3 separate regions of the Mus musculus genome follow, and all the other regions are linked to region 2. A link is a contact called in public HiChIP or PLAC-seq and promoter capture Hi-C data. All regions are on one chromosome and are shown on one strand. The core of a region is the stretch at or near the end of the contact, and the rest is flanking DNA. Distances in the headings are between cores, read along the strand shown.

What was found. HiChIP or PLAC-seq counts read pairs in DNA pulled down with a chosen protein or histone mark. Capture Hi-C pulls out chosen DNA fragments and counts their contacts.
Region 1: a promoter capture Hi-C map of adipose tissue shows a contact between it and region 2. The contact joins two enhancer-like sites. A contact is called at or near these places in 1 of 115 datasets of contacts at active chromatin or transcription factors (pancreatic cancer cells) and 2 of 9 other capture datasets (adipose tissue and liver).
Region 3: a FOXA1 HiChIP or PLAC-seq map of pancreatic cancer cells shows a contact between it and region 2. The contact joins two enhancer-like sites. A contact is called at or near these places in 1 of 15 datasets of contacts at CTCF or cohesin (the NIH/3T3 cell line), 2 of 484 Hi-C or Micro-C datasets (granulosa cells and nephron progenitors), 3 of 115 datasets of contacts at active chromatin or transcription factors (cardiomyocytes, embryonic basal ganglia and pancreatic cancer cells) and 1 of 9 other capture datasets (embryonic stem cells).

Annotation. Positions count from the first base shown.
Region 1 is chr17:13,876,607-13,881,001 of GRCm38.p6, forward strand. The region is part of intron 22 of Afdn (afadin, adherens junction formation factor); the gene reads left to right. Among named protein-coding and RNA genes, the nearest start is that of Gm7168, 70 kb to the right of the region's middle. Within about 2 kb of position 2,860, at least 12 of the 459 cell types and tissues checked have an H3K27ac peak or open chromatin away from gene starts, as enhancers often do. A contact at or near this core is called in adipose tissue and pancreatic cancer cells, where this site is marked.
Region 2 is chr17:13,698,445-13,702,897 of GRCm38.p6, forward strand. No RefSeq gene overlaps it. Among named protein-coding and RNA genes, the nearest start is that of Gm24867, 25 kb to the left of the region's middle. Within about 2 kb of position 2,022, at least 181 of the 459 cell types and tissues checked have an H3K27ac peak or open chromatin away from gene starts, as enhancers often do. A contact at or near this core is called in adipose tissue and pancreatic cancer cells, where this site is marked.
Region 3 is chr17:13,472,409-13,476,944 of GRCm38.p6, forward strand. No RefSeq gene overlaps it. Among named protein-coding and RNA genes, the nearest start is that of Rnu6, 43 kb to the left of the region's middle. Within about 2 kb of position 2,488, at least 44 of the 459 cell types and tissues checked have an H3K27ac peak or open chromatin away from gene starts, as enhancers often do. A contact at or near this core is called in pancreatic cancer cells, where this site is marked.

The DNA of each region.
Region 1 (4,395 bases), core at 1,610-4,109, 180 kb after region 2:
CTGATGCTGAAGATGTATCCGTGGCTACTTTAAGATTCATAACAACACCATTAAATACTTAACACATGGTCAGTTTTGCTTGAATATTTAAGTTTGTATTTATTTAATTTTACATTGTATATGCACATGTGTGGTAAATTACCCAACTTGAAATACCCAGGATTTGAAATTATTTAAATAACTGCTTACAGTTTATATTACATCTTCAGCATGAGCTTATGGAGTAGGTGTCTCGAATGTAGAGTAGCTTTGAGTGAAGGACCCTAACAGTTGTTTGAGGAGAGTGAGCACTGAAGACAGTGAAGTGGTTAGGACAGTTCTGCAGGAAGCAGCCATAGTGGCAGTGAGCTCAAGGTGGCAGGCTGTGTGCTGCTAGTCTCCTGCAGGCAGCAGCAGTGTGTTCAGGAGGGCCAGGTTGGCTGCTTCTATTTCATGTCAGTTCACTTCGTGATTTTAAAAAGTGTTCTTATTGTAGAGTGTCAAGTGAGAGATAGATTATTTTGGGGTTTATTAATAATATTCTGAAACATACCAGAAATGACACAGAATCGATTTATTGTTCTAAAATTTATACTTGGTGTTGCTCATAGCAGTGCTCCTAAAATATGTTAGTTATTATTGCTAAATGTTTTTCTTGCTAGAGATGACGGTAGTTGGTTCTTATTAAAAGGATAGACTTTTATAACTTAAATGGTAAGGTCAGGGGCTGGGACAGGGACTCAGCAGTTAAGAAGTATGTACTGCTCCTTCAGAGGCCCCGAGTTCAGTTCCCAGCACCCAAGTGGTGAGGGCAGCTCAAAACCACCAGTAACTTTAGCTCCAGGGGTCTCTGTGGGTGTGCTGTAGAAATATACACATGCATGTAATTAGACATAAAACTTAAATTATAAGGCCTGTGTTGCATTACCAAAAGCTGCCATGTGGAAATGTAACTCTTGTTCATACTATGAGCAGTGCTGCTCTGGCATTTAGTAACTATTGCTTTTCTGACAGTCAGCAGGAAGTGGACAGAATTGAACTTGGAGAGGAGGAATGGGGGATGGGAATGAATGTTAGTGCAGCCTGGTATCCCAGCCAGAAGGGAATCAGTCATGCAGCTCTCCTGGAGAAAAGAGAGGACTTGGCACCAGAGCTCATATTCAAAGACATTAGGACATCATGGGTGCATCATGGAAGTTCACTGAAGAATTGAATGATTTAAAAGCTGAGTTGTGGAATTAAATAGATCTATAAAAAATAAATCTATGCAATCAATAATATAAAGTTATGAAATATATTCCAGCCTGATTGATCAGAATTATAAATTTCCAGTCTAGCACATGGTTACTGAGGGGAACTGTGATTTCAAGGTCATTTCCAATCGTCTATATCAAGTGTTTTGACTCAAGGAAACTGGTATTGCCATAGATGAAATGAGGTAAAGGCATATTTATTTCTCTTTTGCCAAGTTACTTGACAAAGTTCAAAAAGTTAGTGAGTGTGCTTTTTTTTTTTTTTGTTCCACTCAGGTACTTTGTATATTTTTCTAACTTATTTAAATATTTATACATGTATACAGTAAAATATAGTCACATCCTCCCTTACTTCTCTCCTCCAACTTCTAATAGATTCCTGTCAGAATGCCCCCTCTCTAGCACTGGTCTGACTTGCTATGTAAATCAGATTAGCCTAGAACTCACAGAGGTCCACGTGCATCTGTTTCCTAGGTGCTAGGATAAAAAGCCTGCACCACCATACAACCCCATGTATATGTTTGTGTGTGTATATGTGCATGTGTGTGTGTGTGTGCATGTGTGTGTGTGTGTGTGTGTGTGTATCACATTAAGCCCTATTAGTGCTACTCATATATGCATACAGTGTGTGCAGCCATTCACTGGAGAATGGGAAACCTACCATTGGCCATACCCTTAAAGAAGAATGATTTTCTATTAGCTGCTGTTAACTGCAGCTCCTCATTAGGGGCAGGGGCTTATAAGCTTTTCTCCCATCCATGCTGGAATTGTATCTGGCTTCATCTGGCTCAGGTAACTGCAGCTGCTCTGTGTGGATGTGATGGCCTTGTATCATTCAGACATCATGGGTGCGATGGTCATGTCCATCTATACATCATGGATGTGATGGTAGTGTCACATCCAGACGCCACAGATGTGGTGGCCATGTCATGCCCAGACTTCACAATGTGATGGCTGTGTCACATCTGGAGCAGCATTTCGCAGCACTTCTCCCCATCCTCCAGCCCTTTCTACAAGGTTTGAGAAAGATGTACCATTTGGGACTGAGCAGTCCTCCATCACTTACCCTCAGCACTTGACCAATTGTGAGTGTTTTCACCGACTGCTGACCACTGCATGAAGAAACTTCTTGGACCAAGATCGGGATAACAAGTCTCTGGGTATAATAAGCACGTGCTTGGAAGGGAAACGGAGGTCACAGCCATCTAGTAAAATAACAGGAGGTTCTCAAGTAGGATCTCTATGAACTCTCAGCAATGGGCTTCTGACGAGTCACTAAATTTCCTCCTGTGGAGCAGATTGCAGATATAGTCAGAAAGTACTTAGTTACCTCAGTCACAGGCATGTCACTGTTGCTGCATTTGGCACATCTTTTTTGGCAAGTCTGTATTCTAGCAAGCCAGAGTCCAGCACTAAATAAGACCATAGGCGTGGTTTCTCCCCCAGCAAGCAGCCTGTATTGTACTCTCTGACACTATGAACAGGGAAGAAATTTCTTCCTTTGGTTTGAGATTAATTTTTATCCTGTAAGCAAAGTTTGGTAGTTGTAGTCGTTGCATCTGACTTTTGTCGTTATGGTGATGACTAAGAGCAATGCCAATAGCCTGTGTCATTCTGGAGACTTCTGGACCCTCCTGCTGTGGAAATTTCTCCCATGCCTGCCCTGCACTTTTATTTACCCATGTTGTCTAGGGATGGCCTAATGCATCATGCAGAAAACCTCTGTTCAAACCCCTTTATGGTCATCATCACTGTTACATGTAGAAGTTAGCTTTCTTACCTGTGGGTTTCCATAAGACCTTTCATAATCCCGAGTTTTGATTAACACATACCTTTCTCTCCCCCATTTCCTCACCCTGCCCCTGTTTAACCCTTTAACACATTTCATAACACATGTGTTCTTCTACTATCTCCTCCAGTTAGATTTTTATATTGGATTGCAATTTAGTAACTTTCCATCTGGCTTGATTCCCCCCATCTCCCTATTGCCTCCAGACTTCCAGTTTCCTTCTTTATTTACCTTTCTTTTATTTCCTTTGGCACTGCCAGCTATTCAAGATGTGGTTTTGTGGCTGTTGTTAAGTGTTGACAGTACCAAGTGGCCTTACAGTTGAGAGCCCAGGGCTGGTAAGAGACTTGCAGTATGGTACACGGGAGGGAGTATAGACAGACACAGGAGGAGACTGGCAACATACTGGACAACCTTCATCCTTCATCTTAGGGTAAAAGAGCTTTACATGGAGAAGCACTCAGTCTTTCTTAGTTTCTAGCTGTTCAGAGTCTGCATGACATGCAGACAAATGCCACAGCCACATCTGTCACTACTCAGTTAACATATACTAATAAAATGTTACGCTGTTTTCAAATTTTTATATATATTTGTATATGTATGATAACATATACTGTTTTATAATTATAATATATATAGTATAATTTCTATTGTTATAAATGTATATACATACTACTTTATAAGACACATAATTTTATATATATAAACATACACACAAAACACAGGTTCTATTCCTGTGAAACAGTAACATACTGCATAACTGATGACTGCCTTCCTGTCCCTACTCCCTACTGTAGGGAGAAAAAAGGGAGCCAGTCTCACCAGTGAAAACTGTAAACTAAAATGCTAGCTAATAGAGGAAATATGGATGGTTTGCACATCTTCCAGATTATTACTTTGAAAAACTTATCTTAATATACTGAAATTTCTTTTAATAATACATTATTATATGATATAATATCTCAAAGTTATTAAGGGAACTTAATTTTATTGTTGGTACAAAAGTATATATACTCAGTTGTGCTACTTCCAGTAATATCCAAGTAAGGTTTCATGCACATGACTGTATGTGTTTTGTTGTTATATTATGATCTCCAAGTAGAGTATTGATGATCTTGAAACTATGTATGATACCTAAGGTTTCTCAAAGATTTCATTAGTTTTCCATAGAATGCTAATGTAATTGTGTATGAATCTTAAGTTACAGAGTATCAATTACAATATAGTATTTTCTGGGTAATGTTTTCTTACAAAACCCTCTTAACTGGCTGCTACAAGAAGTTATTTTCTTGTTTTGAAATGTAAACCATATGTTTAAAGAGTGAGGCTAGAGAAGGCAGATACTGGATGGATTATATAGTACCACAGCTGATT
Region 2 (4,453 bases), core at 772-3,271:
ACTCCCCAGGACTTGGGGGAGAAGGATGGGACGCAGGAGCTGCAGGAGAGAAAGCCAACCAACCAGGTGAGAATTCAGGTGGGTGGTTTAGGAGAGCCTAGCCTTTGAGGTAGTAAAGGCACTTTAAAAATAAGCTGAGGGGTGTGTGTGTGTGTGTGTGTGTGTGTGTGTGTGTGTTTCATTCTTGGATCCAAAGATCTCCTGAGTGGTGGGAAGCACGACCAACCGGAAGCATAAAGCGGTGTAGCAAAAACTCACCACTACAACTGAGACATTGGGGAAAATGGAAGGCTTTGCCTGAGGGGAGTAGGTCCATGGGAAATCTCTACATCCTCCTCTCAGCTTCTCTGTGAGACTAAAAATTCTCCAAAAGAATAAAGTCATTTTTAAAGATAGCACAGCCCGAGAGATGGCTCATTGGCTCTAGGCATACACTGCCAAGCCTGATAGCCTGAGCTCAGTCCCTCGTGGAAGCAGAGGATAGACTCCCACAGGCTGCCATTTGACCTCCACACACATCACATGGCACACATGCATGAGCAAATGTAATTTACTAAGTATAATTAAAAACATTTTTGGGGATAGCTGCCATTTACTGGGGCCTATTTTGTGACAGCCACAGGACCAGAAGTATATTGTCTCAAATGATATTCAATAAAATATTAAATTCATGTGTTCTGTTTTTGTTTTTGTTTTTTGAGACAGGGTTTCTCTGTGTAGCCCTGGCTGTCCTGGAACTCACTCTGTAGACCAGGCTGGCCTCAAACTCAGAAATCTGCCTGCCTCTGTCTCCCAAGTGCTGGGATTAAAGGCGTGTGCCACCACTGCCTGGCAATTCATGTGGTTTTTAGAGACTGGGAAACTGAGGGATGTTTGTGTCTGAGTGTAGTTGTGTGTCCACCCTCCCTCTGTGTACAGAAGCCCTCTGTCTGGGCTGGGCTGTCCTTCATGCGACCTGTCATTCCTCTTCCCTACTATAGATCTGACAGGCCATACCCAGGAAGGCCACTGTAGAGACTGTCCCTCTGCTGTCCCCTGAGGCTGTGTCCAAGACTATTGACTCTCTGTCACATGGAACAAGGGGACAAACCCAAAGTGGAAGAGAGGCAGGAAAGGACACTCATCTTTCCTTATCAACCCCCTCCCCCCCCCCCCCCCGTGGCACAGTGTGCCCGAAAGCAACAGCTTGCCGGTTCTACATTCCAACACCCAGACTCATGAGCTCAACCTTATTCCTCATCTCCTTGTCGGTCAGCCCCTCCACCCGCTGAATTCCACGGTCCCTCCTTCTGGTCTGACCATTCTGTCTCACCCTTGTTATCTAGTCATCTGTTCTAGGAGCTTCTCCCACATTGTCCACCTGTGTGGGGAACTCCAACTTGGAAACTATTCCCAGGCTGTTGAGCCAACACAGTCCTGGGCGGGGATTCCTGTTGCATTCCCTGAGCGAGGAAGGAAGTCGTGTGTGGACACAGAAGCCTTCCTGAAACCTTTGACCCATATCCAGCCCCACTGTTTGATCCTCTTCCTCCGAAGTAAGGCATTTTTCAAAGACTATGACTGGGAATCGATACAAGAACCCTCCTAAAGTTGCTGGCCCTCCATTATCCCTGCTCCACAGTGGACTCGGCCTCTCTCAGTGTTTGCACAAGTGTGGGCTTTCTGGCCAAACAGCTCATTTTAGACAAAGGCCTAAATTCATCCAAAGAGGCTGACATTCAACCTACTCCACTCTATCTTTTTTAACTCTACTGTGTCCTGGACTCAGATTTGACATTGTGCAACTTCCTGACAGTGTCTGGCCATTATCCTGGAGGGAAAAGGCTATTTAAGTCCCTACTCACAACCATACCCATTAGCCACAACAAAAACAGGCCTTTCAGTGCCCAGGATGGTGCCCTGAACTTGCTATGCCCTTGTGATCTGGGTTAAATTACAGTACTTTCAAAGCTACTCCCCAGTGAGCCTGCAGAATGTGGAGCTGGCTGGCTCCGCCCTCTTCTATGCTTCGCAGCGGCAGCTCCAATCCACTTGGATGAAAGCTGAGTGAACAGGGAGGGTGTGGCCTGGTGCCTGGGACCTCAGACCTAGAGGCAGCCTCAGTAGGGCCCAATACTGCAAGGCTTCTGAGGCCTGAGCAACACAGAACCTTGAGGTGTCTGGAGCCATCCAACTCCCCTCAGGACACAATCAGCATGCAGAGGTAGAGCACCTAGAGACTGCTCCAGGGTCCTGTGTTTAGCACATATACCTGTGAAGTTAGTGAGCAGGGTGTCCTCATTCCACATGTTAAGAGCACCCCAGAGAGTTTCTGTAAATTCCCCAGGATTCCAAAAGAGTGAGACAGAAGTTTACACCTTCTGCTGGCATCCAGCCCAGCCATGCTGTCAGGGTCTGAAGAGACAATAAAGTATGCGAATAACTCCTCAGAGCCCTCCTGGCTGACCCCTGCCTGCTCTGACCTCACATATGTAAGCCCCTCCTGTGGAGACCCTGCTCTCAGCCCTACAGAGCCCTGGAACTGCCTACCAAGCAAAGGTTTGCAAAGGCTGCCTGCAGCAGGTGAGGCAGGCTTTCTCCTGTTCGTTCAGCTGTCTTCTGGTTATTCGTCTCCTCTCTGATGTTCTGTGTGTATGCTCCTTCTTCATGTCAGCCCATAAGATAGCTGGAAGCCCGTGTTTCTTGGCTGAAAGAGCCCATCCTGGAGAAAGTCCAATGCACGAAGCACACAGGAGACAAAGTGAAGTGGGTTCCTTGAACCCTGGCTTGGGGATCTCACTGGGGAAGCTGGATTGCTCCTGTGCTGCTACCAGACACAGATGAAGGTCAGAGCTGAGCCTGCAACTGTGCTAAGGACCTTCGCCACCAAGGCTTTCTGCCACACAGATGGAGAGTCCATGGTTTTTGTTTGTTTTAAGGCTCATTTATTTATGTATATCAGTACACCCTTTGCTGCCTTCAGACATACCAGAAGAGGGAGTCAGATCCCATTACAGATGGTTGTGAGCCACCATGTGGCTGCTGGGAATTAAACTTAGGACCTCTGGAAGAGCAGTCAGTGCTCTTAACCGCTGAGCCATCTGTGCCCCTGAGAATCTGTGTTTTAAATTGAGCAAACATTCTTCTCCTACCATTCCTCTGAAAAGATGTGTGACCTGAAGAGGCCCTCACACTTCTCTAGGGATCCAGCGGTGTGGGTGGCCCAAAGCCACCACTCAAACCAAAGAGCTGCCAGCAGAGTCTGGGGATGCAAGGGTGTAAAAGCCCCCCTTTCCCTGGCCCCATCCATAACGGGAAAGGTCCTTTGTAACTTGAATTGAAAAGGGAATTATGGGTTCTGCCCGCACTGATACCAAAGCTGTTATGTGGACCTCAGGGTCCTCCTGACACCCCACTTTATGTCAGTAAAGAGAACACAATGGAATGCAGTGCCTGGGAGTGGTAACCACAATATCCACACTGCTTTGGACAGATATTCACCTGGGGCAAGATGGATTCATTGCAAAGATGAAGGAGACTGCCACCTTCTGTAGGACATACCATACCAGCAAGCCTGCCTACCTTGGTGGACCTGAATAGTGACAGAGACTCCCTAGATCACTTTCCCAGCCCCTCTGGTCAGCAGAACACCTTATCCTTTTTTGCTCGCCAGAACAGCAGACTCCATTAACTCAGAGCAACAACACTACGGTTTGCATTCTTACTCAGCGGCTGCTTGTCATCCCACAAGGTATAATTATGTTTGTGTGTGTAGAGGTGGTATATGTACATTTCCGTGTGTGTTTGCATGTGTCTACGTGTGCATGTACGAGTGCATGCATGCATGCACGCATGTGTGCAATCCCGAGGTTAGAGTGGAGTGTCTTCCTCAGTCACTCTACTCCTTAGTTTTTGAGATAAGAGTCTCTCACTGAACCTGGCTTTTACCAAGTTGATTGGATGGCTAGGCAGTGAACTCTAGCTGTCTCTACTCCCTATGCCCCATGTCCAGTTTTGGGGTTACATCACACACACACACACATACATACACACACACACACACACACACACACACACACACACACACACACGCACAGAGCCATGCCTGGCTTAAATATGGATACTGGGAGTCTAAACTCAGGGCCTCATTCAAGCATAGCAAGTACTGACTGGAGCCATCATCCCAGCCCCTAAAAAAACAATTGTTTGAATAGATTTTTCAAAATAAAATGTCCTGCCAGGAAAGTCTCCTCTGGCTCAGAGACTGTCTTCCAGTGAATGAGAAGACCACAGTGACCCAGTACTGGCTGCTGTTCGCTGTTTGGTTCCCAAGTTTTGATACCAACTCTCCTTGGGTGAGCCTAGCCAAGCTCTCCTTGGAGCCACCTAGCTGTCCCGCTCTTAGGACACCCTGAAAGGCATCCCACCCTTGGGAGATGTTGGGAAAACATCTACAAGCACAAATGCTCAAGAT
Region 3 (4,536 bases), core at 1,238-3,737, 230 kb before region 2:
TCCTCTGAAGGAGATGGTTGTGAGGGCAGGGACCCTGTGACCTTTTAACTGTGAAAGACCAGTTGCTTTGAGGGTCCAGTTCCGGATCAAAAAACCTCACCAAGGGGGACAAAGAAACATGAAGACAGCTCCAGGAGCCTGCTTTGGCCACAATGACTGCTGTATGGACCACCGGGAAGTAGCTGGATGTTGGTAACTGGAATGACCACAAGATGGCGCTACAACATGTCATTGCAAATGTATGTTTCCTTGAGAAGCATGGAGAGATAGAAGATGCTGCACTGCGGTCATAGGAGAAACAGGCATGTCCTTTGGGACTCCCGGCCATCACCTAATTTACTTACTAAGCTCCAGTGTTTAGACAGAGCTTCCTTACTTGCCTGGCTGGTCAGCAGGGCATAGCTTCTAGTGACAGAGGCTGACTGTCTCACTTGCTGGAAAGCCCTCTCTGATGAGCATTGTGGAGGCGCTACAGTGTTGGTGGACAGAGGTACAGACACGGTGCTATGGAAGTCTAGAGGACACCAGTTAGGGCTGCTTTTTAACTCTCTCCTCACCAAAGTATTCCTCCTTTGCACTTAATAGACAAAGGATTTTGTTTAATGCATCATTGAGAAAACAGAATAAGACAAAACACAATAAAAGGCCAAGCAGATAAACAGGACAGAAAGACTGGCTGCTCAAACAAGAACTCTGTGGCCACGCTAGCAGCTGGACAGTGTCCAGAGGAGACCATCCCTGAGGCACACTGTTCTCCCTGCTCCTTAGAGGCAGGGCAAGAGATTAAACAGCAACAGATAAAATTAATTATAAAGAAACAGTTTATGTAACCGGATATATCAGAACATGGCCATTTTGATACGTTAGGAATGGCAGGCCACAGTTACATTTAATTCTGAAGCTTTATAAATCTAGCATGAACCTCATTTACACTCTGCTTCAGTTCATCAGCTTCAACTGGTAGTCCCCCACACGGCTGCCTCAATGAATGGCTCAGCGTTGGTGTCAAGGGCCTACCTAGGTTGGCTTGGTATAAAGTGTTTTGTACCCACGGTCAGTGTCAGCAGGTAAGAGGGCACCTGTCCTCCTATGGGCATGCTCAGAACACTCTACCTACTTGAGTTTGGCAGTACCCAAGACAGAGCCTATTTCCCCAAACTCTGCCTGGACCTGAAAACTAGATTTTGCACTATTTGCTATTAATGAAGCTAGTTATAGGTCATATTTATATTCCTGGATCAACTCCCAATGTCTAATAATGGGGAGAAAGAGATAACTAAGAGACGAAGGGTCAGGAAACCCACTGTTCACTGGCACGTCAGTAGTCTGCTGCAGGGCTCAAGCTACCACTTTGGCCAAGTGACTGGGGGTGACTGCTCCCCATTTTGAGTTTGTTTTCTGGCCCTTCCTCATTGACTTTGGTCAACTGAATAGGGTGGAGGTGAGGGGTGGCCGTGACATTGGGTCTTAGGGACACTTGTAGTTCCACTCATGGCTTGCAAACTTTGTATCCAGTCCGGCTTGACAGCTTTTACCTGGGGCTAAGACCAGGGGGTTTTGGACTCCACAGCAGCCTGGCAACTTTCTCTCAAAAAAAATTAAAATGAACTGATTTCCATCAATATTAGGACAAAGCAACTGCAGTAACCGCTGATAGTACTACAGACCCAGGGAACAAGGTCACACCCTTGCAGCCTCAGGCAGCCCCCCCCCCCCCAATCCAGAGTCACAGTACATGCTCATGATCTGATGCCAGCAAGTCTCTGGTGGCTTCTCTGAAGCGCAGTTTCAGCCATATACTTAGAAAGCACAACCATGTGGAGATTGAAGAGGCCAACTCTGACTGAGAGAGAAATCCCCTAAGACAAGGGAAGACAGTCTTCACAGAGAATGGAGGACATCTATGGGAGACACACATTTATGCAAGCAGGACCATTCCCTCTCCCTAGGCAGGAGACAAAAGAAGCTGTTGGGTCCCCTGATAAGGGAAGAAGCTCGCAGAGGTAGGAGATTCGAGCCCACATGGAAGTCCCAGTTGCCACACTAAATTTAGAAGCAGTGATTATAGAGACTTCGAGGGAAAGAATAGGAATGTGAGAATTTCACACTCAGTCAAACTATTGTTGGACTTGAGCGGAGAAGAAAACTGTCTGACCACCCACACACAGAGTGATTATTCAGTAAAGCATATCGCCCACCCAAAAGTAAAACACTCAGAGATGGAGAGTCCAGCTCCAAATTCCAGTCTTTTCCTAACTCTTCCCTTAAAAAAAAAAGTTCCAAGTCAAATTAGTCTCCCACGATGGTTATAAACAGGGTGTATTGGTCCAGTGAGTCTGGGAACACGCACGTTTCCTTAGCAGTGACTAACATGATGGCACACCCATTTCCCCCAGTGCCTGCCAACTATTCACCCCCCCCCCCAGTTCTCTCCTAGGCTCCCCGTCTCAGTAGAGGACCTCCCACTGCCACCAAGCCAGAGGAGAGGAAAGTCATGAAGGTTGACTGGCTGCTGCTGGTCCTGAGTCAGAGCTCTGTGTCACCCTGCGTCGCACGCAGATGTCTGATAGGATGGATATGATGCAGAACATCCTGGGTATTTTGGAGCCACGCCCACACGTGCCTACTGGGGCACTGCCCATGGAAGAAGGAACCACAAGTAGCTACTAACCAAGCTCCAGGGTATCCCTGCTGTCCCCGGTCCTGGGAATGAGGCAGTGTCCACTCTCGGTCTGATTGCTGTGTGTTAGCAGCTGTCTGTGAGTCCCAGAAATAAATATGTAATATTGAGCTGCCAGTCTAGACTTAAAGATCCAAATAAGCTCAATTCAGAAGCATGAGAGATGAATGGAAGCCTGGGCATGGCCACTTACTACTTATAGATAGAAGTGCTCACTAACAGCTCCAAAGCTCATGAATAAACTCCAGTGAGAGGGCTGGAGAGATGGCTCAGTGGTTATGGGCACTGGCTGTTCTTCCCAAGGTCCTAAGTTCAATTCCCAGCAACCACAGGGTGGCTCACAATCATCTATAAAGTATCTGGTGCCTCCTTCTGGCATGCAGAAGTACATACAGATAGAATACTCACATAAAATAAATAACTATTCAAAACAAAACAAAAAACCACCAACGAGAAAGAAAAGAGATAAAGCCACAGCTTCATCAAGCTCCCTTCTCATCTCTGCCAGAGAGAAAAGAAGCCAGGAAAGAGGACTCTGGAAACTCCACAAGCCAACCTGACCTAGTGGACATTAGCAGCCTGCTAAGTCCATGGTACAGACTGCAATGATTTCCAGATGCTCATGGAACATGGATCAAAACAGGCCATACTTTGGACTTTAAATCAAGTCTACACAGTGACCAGAACCAAGATCACACACAGGGTGCTTCCTCCAACTGGAGGCATACCCACCCTGTGGTAGAGCAATTCCCTAGAATGCACAAAGCCATGGATTAGATCTTGACACCAAACGCACACATGGGAACTAAATTTGCAATCTGTAATGGAACTCTGAATAACCTCCAATTACTTGGAAACTAAATGACACTCCTTTCTGTTGCTAGACTGTGAAAGTCAAGTCCCAAGTGTGTTAGGTCCGATGGCTACACCGTGAAGCACCTGGAGGTCTGGGCAGACAGGGCAGAAGGACCCTTTCTCTCAAGCCAGAGGCCCATAACTCTGTCACTGGGCAGAAATCTGGGTGCTGGCAAGGCTGCACACCTGGAGGCATTAGGGGAGAATCTATGTGCCCCCTCAAGTTCTGGTGTGCCTAGACACCCTGGCACTGATCGTCTCGTATTCCCCATCTCCTTCGTGCCCACACGGAGCTCTTCTTGCTGCCTGTCGTGATCATGCAATGCCAATAAACACACCGGTATGTTTTCCACAGTGTCTGATTTACTGGACAACAGTACATTCACAGAGCTTAGCAGTTTCTTTTTTCTTTTTTTTAATGAATAGACAAAAATGCATTTATTCTCTAAATAATAATACATATATGTAAGAATACAAATATTATAGTGGGTTGTTTGCCTAGTGCCCTAAGTAATAATAATAGCTATTATTATTATTACTATGTAGATTTTTCTTTTTAAAAATTTATTTTATTTTTAGCTTATTTTTTACACTCCATATTCCATTCCCCGCTACCCCATCCACCCTCTGACTGCTCCACATCCCACACCTCCTCCTCACCCCACCCTGTCTCCACGTGGGTGCTCCCACCACCGACCCCATCTGACCTCTTAACTCCCAAAGTGGGAGCTCAAGTGGAGGTCCCAAGGCCTGACACGATTACTAAGGCTAAGGAGCACTCACAAAAAGGGAGCTATCATGACTGCCCTCCGAAAGACCCAACAAGCAGCTGAAAGAGTCAGATGCAGATATTTGCACCCAACCAATGGACAGAAGCATCTGACCCCTGTTGTTGAATTAGGGAAGGCTAAAAGAAGCTGAGGAGAAGGTCGATCCTGTAGGAGGACCAGGGGTCTCAATTAATCTGGACCCCCGAGATCTCTCATACACTGGACCACCAA